Linked DNA regions of Zea mays: region 1 is linked to region 2. A link is a contact called in public Hi-C data. All regions are on one chromosome and are shown on one strand. The core of a region is the stretch at or near the end of the contact, and the rest is flanking DNA. Distances in the headings are between cores, read along the strand shown.

Region 1 (3,257 bases), core at 596-3,095, 80 kb before region 2:
GATCGTTGCCTTGCCCGGCAGCGGCAGGGGCAGGTGGAGCCGATCGACGCGGCGAGGCCCGAGCGCGCGTGCGTACGTACGTGGGGACGTGACGAAGGGGCCGTCGGGTACGTACGACACCGCAGCGCCGCCCGTGTGCGGGCGTGGGGCTCGCGTGAGCATCGTCCTCTGGCCCCCTCTTGCTGCTCGCCTCTTGGTCACTCCTGACGGGCTACACTAGAGGCGTACAGCGACGGGCGTCTCTCTCGTGCAGTGGAGTGGATCCCCCCGTGTCCGGGCTCCCGACATGTCTGTCCTACGGTGGTACGTACACGTCGTTGGGTTCAGTTAATTGCTTTGCCTGGTTAATTACCACGGGAGGTAAGTGTAAGTAACCGTGGTGACGACAAAGAGATGTTCTCAACCCCGATTGAGACCAGGCAGGATTGTCCCATATCTGGGCAGAAGAGACAGGCAGAGCTCAGAAAAGCAACTGGCCTGTGTCAGCGTGTGCACGGCCACCCACCCACTCACCTTTTCCGAGGAGGAGGAGGGCATCACGCACGCCCCCACCGGTCAGCCCCTCCGTCTCAGTCTCAGCTCAGCGGCAGCTTTCGGTTGATTGGGGAGCCGGACGTGAGCTGTGCGTGGACCTGGGAAGCGGACGTGAGCTCCGCCATCTGAAAAAGAAAATGAAAAAAACTGGAAGCCCGCCAGCAGCAACAATTACTCGGTACAGAGGCAACGACGACGAGTGTTAATTTGATGCGTGATTCTATTCTAGTAGGTTACGTTGTACTCACACTCACTGCAAGGGTATGGTTAGCATCAGAGTCAGACATCGATCAGTTGCCTCCTTCAAAGCGACTCAAGATCCAGAGCTAGCGACGTGACTCGCACATAAATGTGTCTATATATTTTCTGTCAGCTGGGCCTACAATTGTCAGCGGTGCATATGCATTGCACAGCCCAGCGCGCATGACTGACTGGCTCAAGTTAAGTTACCTACTCTAGTTCGATTCACCTGTAGCTAGCTCCTAGGTTTTAGCTTGTTTTCAGGCGAAAACTTCCCCTCGTCTGTTTGTCATCATTAGCGCTAACAACAGCTTACCAACAAGTATAAACGTCCCCTGCTGCTGCGTGGTCCAACTCCAACACGCGTTCGGTTCCAACAACAAAGTTGTCGATGAAGAAAGAAATAAGGAGCTAGCGGCAGATGTATCATCGCTCTAGTATGCATGATGATCACAACATTCTCCTGGCCGGCGGCCATGAACAATATGGCGGAGTACAATATAATAAGAGAGAGGTAACAGCTAAACCGGCCATGAGATCATCACGTCAAGTTAACGAAGTGTAGAACCATGCCGCCTTATTGCATTATTATTAGATGGTGTGGGGGTGTAGTACTTTGCTGCAGGTCAACTAGTAGTATCTGTATACCCTACACTTGGTAGCGAAATATAATGCGCTTGGCATATGCATGCCTACTGTTTTGCTATGTTCCCTATATATATATCTCCATGCCATGTGGCGTCACCTCAGCAGCGTGTGAGAGACAAAGCCAGAGGCTATATACTATACCTCGTGCTAAACCGGCCGGTCGGCGTCGATGATTAGATTGCCGACGACGCGTCGTACTATATATATGAATCGACATTATTATTCCCTTGTGGTAGTACTCTGATCATCAGTAGCTAGCTGTCGTCGGTTTCGTTTCTTCGCAGGAACGACACCGACCAGCGCTAGTGAAGGAGGGTTAGTTGCTGCGATCCTACCACAGTTAGCTAGGTTGCCTAGTCCTAATCCCAATCCTAATCCTAATCCCTCCCGTCCCAGTCCCAGCTAGAGGTGGATTGAACCCGGCAGGGCCCTGTGTAGCTAGGAGCGCATGTGATCAGGACGGGACCTCGCATTGCGTGAGAGGTCCGGGCCGATCCATCGTCATCGAGAGCACGCACTGATTGATTGATTGATTGATTGATTCGCCTGCTGATGTGCCCCGGCACAACACAAACATGCCATGTGACACTGCTCGCGCGGCCGACGACGACCGGGCACCTCGCCGCCGCCCGCCCATATAGGATCTCCGACTTCATTTCATTCCGCAACACTGTGCCGTGCCACTCTGCCGACTTGACCAACTGTTCTGTCTCTTCATTTCTTTCAAGTTTCACTGCTTCGGCCTTTGGCACTTTTTTTCCCCAACGTATGTATAAAAATAATGCTGCGCTGAAATCAAAATGCCGCATGTGGTGAATGAATGATGCGATGGGAGACACAGGCCCAACAAGGGGAGGAGCGCCGGCCGAATCGTACCCGAACTTGCATCATCTACTTTCGTTGGATGGGGCCTCAGGGTTTCGTTAGATGGGCCGGTGCTTCGGTGCTATTTTGCAAGTGGGCTGCAGGGGTTTTGGTCTAACAGGCCCGTACCGTAAGCCTTCTTTGCCTGGGGGTAGATTCCTTTCCTTTGTGGGTCGTGTCGGTCGTTGATTTTGGTTGGTGCTACTGCCATTTGCTGGGTATTATGGTTGTGTAGAAATGATGTTGTTTTTTATAAAAGCCATATACAAACTTATATACAGGTACTCTTTAGAGGAATTTATTGGTGTCGTTCTTGGGCGCTCCTCCAAAAGCATGAAGACGATGCCAAAATTATGAAGGATGCCTGCAGAAGGTTAGAAGTGTCGGTGATGCAAATCTTCGCTCATCATGGGTGACAATTTATTAATAGGATTACTATCTAAGATGTATCCTTTATGTTTTTGCTCTCCCAACTGTGCTTGAGTTTGTGCCGCATGTGGCAATGGATTTGTTTGTTTTGTGGATTTGTGTAGCCGTCATCCGTTTCGGATGTAGGTCGGGACATATTTTCCCATTATCTAAAAAAACCTCAACAAGCCTATGTAGATTTAGGCTATGTTTGAATGCACTAGATCTAATAATCATCTACTAAAATTAGCTGAAGATATCTAAATAGTCTAACAAATTAGCTAATGGGTAGTTAGCTATTTGTTAGCTAATTCTACTAGAATTTTTTTTACTCAACTAACTATAGCTCTAGTGCATTTAAACACCCACTTAAACTCTTAAGTCTCTCGTCAACAATAATTAGATGGGAGCAAGATATAAAAAAACTAGTTCTTCGTTTCCTTCCCATCACAACAAAGGGGATAGAAGAAACCAATGGTGACGAAACTCTTCTCACAAGTATATATATAGTTATTATATGGAAATATAGAGCCACTTAATGTACATTGATCTTAGCCCATATA
Region 2 (3,472 bases), core at 885-3,384:
GAATGACAAACATATCATTCACAGCCTTTTTTTCCAGTGATGATAACCTTAGCTGTTTGATATCAATGGTACCCAAAATTATCAGTAAAGATGTTTTTGACGAGGCCTAAGTATTCAACACCTAGAATGAAGGTATTGGACTTACTGTTTCTTCAGTTGGTATTACACCTCCCCCAAAGAAATCAAAACCCATGAGCAATGAGACTGACGCTTCTCTGTCCTCCAGGGGAGGAAATCCACATGTATTTACCTGTGCATGGTTTGAACGCAGTTGCAACCATTAGAACTGATAATACAGAAAAGGTTTGAATTTTTTTTAGGAAATGAGAACCACAGACCTGGAAAATGCCATTTGAAAGCAGCTCACCTTCGGCTACGATTACAGTATTTTCAACAAAAAAACCTGACGTGATTTTGTGTTCTATGTTAAGGAAAGTAGTGATACTTTCTCGATAATCTCGAAATCCACACATGAAATAAGAGGAAATTCCTTGGCACAACATCCTTCACAGGTGACTGGAAGAAGTTTAATGCTGACTTGTTTTATTTGACAAAGAAAAGATGTAGAAAGTTTGTTATGCATTGTTCACAAATAATAGTAACTAGCCATAAGTGCTAACAATAACACTGTTTTTTTAGGATATGGCATTAGATAAGTCAATTGGAACTGCTCCAGTAAGATCCTCCAAGTAGAACTGTCGCTCCTCCAACTGCGAAATGACCCCCATAATCCATCTCCGCCCAGTGCACCCAATTAGCGACTGTACAGAAGTTATCTGAATGAAGAAAAAAAGAAAACATATAACCAACTCCACATAAAAAGATTAACAAACATACAACGAATTGAAAACGAATGTGTAATGAATACTATTTGCAGGATTCGATTTAAGTCATAAGGAACAAAGAAATCAATATGTAATAGATAGATAACACATAGCAGGGAGAAATACCTCGCAACTACAGTGTTCGGTCGCAACTGTGTCAAAAGCCGGCTTAGAGAAATATTTATCACGAGACAGTCTCTGCAGCAGCACTTGATACCTATCCCTATAAAGGGAAGCTTTATCTCCAGCTTCTCCATGGACAGCTAATCTGCCTGTGTGCCTGCAATGCATATAAAATCCCAGCATAGAGTATCAAATAGAAACATGGTCTTGTACACTTCCTAAAGTATGGCCAAATTATACGCAACACGAGCTCTTTCAGCAAGTGACGCGCTCTACATAACCAGTCAATTCTAAGTATTCAGCAGCAATTTCCTAATATGATTCATCTAACACCTTGTAAAACACAATAGAATATTAGCAGCACTCAAACTGACCTAACACATTTATTCTGTTAACTAGCAGCTGCTAAAAGGTTTGTGGGTGATTAAAGCGGATCAGGTACTTTGTGTGAATGGGTGGGTAGGGGGTCAGAATGTCAGATACTTAGATAGTGCCTTTGTGGCATAAGGTACCCAACCATGAATCAAAATCCCTATTTTAGCATCCAATTTTGGCAAAATAGCAATCTCTAACCCCGGTTCAATTGAGAAGCCTAAAAAGAACGAACCAATACTCAAGTCCCCGTGGAGAATTTCCCAGATCCACAAAGAAGAGTCAGCGTTCACATACTCGTAAAATACTTTCTTGATTGGATCGTAGTGGAACCGCGGCACGAGGAACGCGTCCACCACCCGCAGCGCAGACCTTGCGCTTGTGGCCGCTGGCGACGCCACATCGAGCGCCTCCTCGGCCTCGACAAGCAGCGCCACCACGCGCCTGACCGCGTCCCGGTCCAGTATCGACGACTGCACTGCGCCCACCAAACACACGCCCAGAGCCACAAGCATCAGAATGAGAGCCACCAGTTACAACAGCAGACAGCAAACGGCGCGCGGGAACCTAAACGGGAAAGCTAGCTTACGCGGTTCCTTGTCGAGCTCGTCGAGGAGGAGATCGAGCGCGTCGTCCTCGGCGTCGGGGAAGCGGTCGAGGAAGGCGGCGGCCTCCTCGAGGGCGTCCACCTTGAGGGTGAAGCCTCGCAGGCGGAACTTGCGCTGCAGTTTCCTGCGCGTGGCCGCCGACGGCGCCGCCATGGGAGAGAGGTGGCGGGAAGCGGCGAGGAGATGGTGTGGCGGGAAAGGGGGGTTGGGGTTTGGGAGAAATGGCGGGATTGGATAATAAATACCGCTTCCTGGGCTTCTCTCCGATTTCTTTTACTCTTGCGCCTCCGAAAAGGGCCAGAGCCTACCCAAATCATGGTTTCATGGAGCTGGGCCTGGGATGTATCCAAATTGAAGTAGCCCAACAAACTTTTCGGAGTTGGAGGCCTGTAAGGTCTTACAGATATTTGTTTAGGGGCTTAAGTGCTTTATAAAGTACTTTCATGTCAGGTATTGATATTTGCCTTTTTAAAAAACTCTGTGATTTTACTTCTGCGATTTTAAAATAAACAAAGAGTTTTGTCTCTATTCAATAAAGTTTTCTATTCCATGACGGGGTTAATTTTTAGACGAGAGGACAAGATTATCAATACGATTTTGCTATTTTTATTTTGTTTTTTTCTGTGTTTTAATCTATATTAGAAAAAGGTCTACATCAGATTACGTGAAACGTGCTTTTTTGATAATTGGACGTATAAATATTAAATTTTTATCTATACTTACAACCCACCAGTTTCAATTTGGCAAAACTCACTCAACGAATCAAACCTCTTCTAAATTTACCAGACGAATTACATCCGCACATAGCACGTCGTCAAAACCAACAGTTCAGATCGTGAGATAACTTTCATCTCTCTCACTTAAATTTAGGGGGTGTTTGGTTAGAGGGACTAAAGATTAGTCTCTAGTTTTTAGTCCCTTTTTTGCCAAACATAAGGAGAAGATGGACTAAATTCATTTAATCTTTAGTCCTTAACCTATGTGCTAAAAGAGACTAAAAGTTCACAATTATCCATTTACCCTTGTCTCTCTCGCTCTCACGTGACCTGCAGCCACTACCTCTCGTCTCTCTCACATCAGCCGCCGCCCCCTTCCTCCTAGCTTCCGCCGCCGCCCCCTTCCTCCCGCCGTCCACCGCCGCCCCCTTCCTCCCTCATATCTCTCGCGCGCGACGAACGCAGCCAATCCCTCTTCTCTCGCGCGCGCGACGAACGCAGCCAATCCCTCTTCTCTCGCGCGCGCGACGAGCACAGGCACTCCCTCATCCTCTTCCTCTTCCAAGCTCGTCGGCGTCGCCTCCGTGCGCGACGAACGCCCCCCGCCACTCCCTCATCTTCTTCCGCGTGCGACGAACGCCCCTGCCACTCCCTCATCCCCCGCGCGCGACGAATCATGGATGGCCATCACAGCTTACGTGATTTTCTCTCCCAAGCCGGCTCATCCTCTGCACCGAGGAACCTCCCCATCCCCATCCACGAAGTGCCGGAGGACAACGAGTTCGACCTCTTCTCCCCAACCCACTTGATTCATTCCTCATCGATGAAC

What was found. Hi-C and Micro-C count contacts between places; a contact is called where the count stands out from the background.
Region 1: a Hi-C map of tassel shows a contact between it and region 2, with 2.5 times the contacts expected there. The contact joins the enhancer-like site here to the promoter of LOC100280690 in region 2. A contact is called at or near these places in 2 of 25 Hi-C or Micro-C datasets (endosperm and tassel).

The regions. Positions count from the first base shown.
Region 1 is chr1:202,680,474-202,683,730 of Zm-B73-REFERENCE-NAM-5.0, reverse strand. No RefSeq gene overlaps it. Among protein-coding and RNA genes, the nearest start is that of LOC111590710, 4.0 kb to the right of the region's middle. Within about 2 kb of position 1,845, at least 17 of the 20 cell types and tissues checked have an H3K27ac peak or open chromatin away from gene starts, as enhancers often do. A contact at or near this core is called in tassel, where this site is marked.
Region 2 is chr1:202,600,064-202,603,535 of Zm-B73-REFERENCE-NAM-5.0, reverse strand. LOC100280690 (DNA polymerase epsilon subunit 2) reads right to left here and starts at 2,134. Exons shown (of 13, transcript NM_001153609.1): 1 at 1,909-2,134; 2 at 1,617-1,797; 3 at 951-1,104; 4 at 645-776; 5 at 339-416; 6 at 146-250; 7 at 1-52. The coding sequence starts at 2,080. It overlaps LOC118473136, which reads left to right and starts at 2,971. Exons shown (of 3, transcript XM_035961796.1): 1 at 2,971-3,472. The coding sequence starts at 3,320.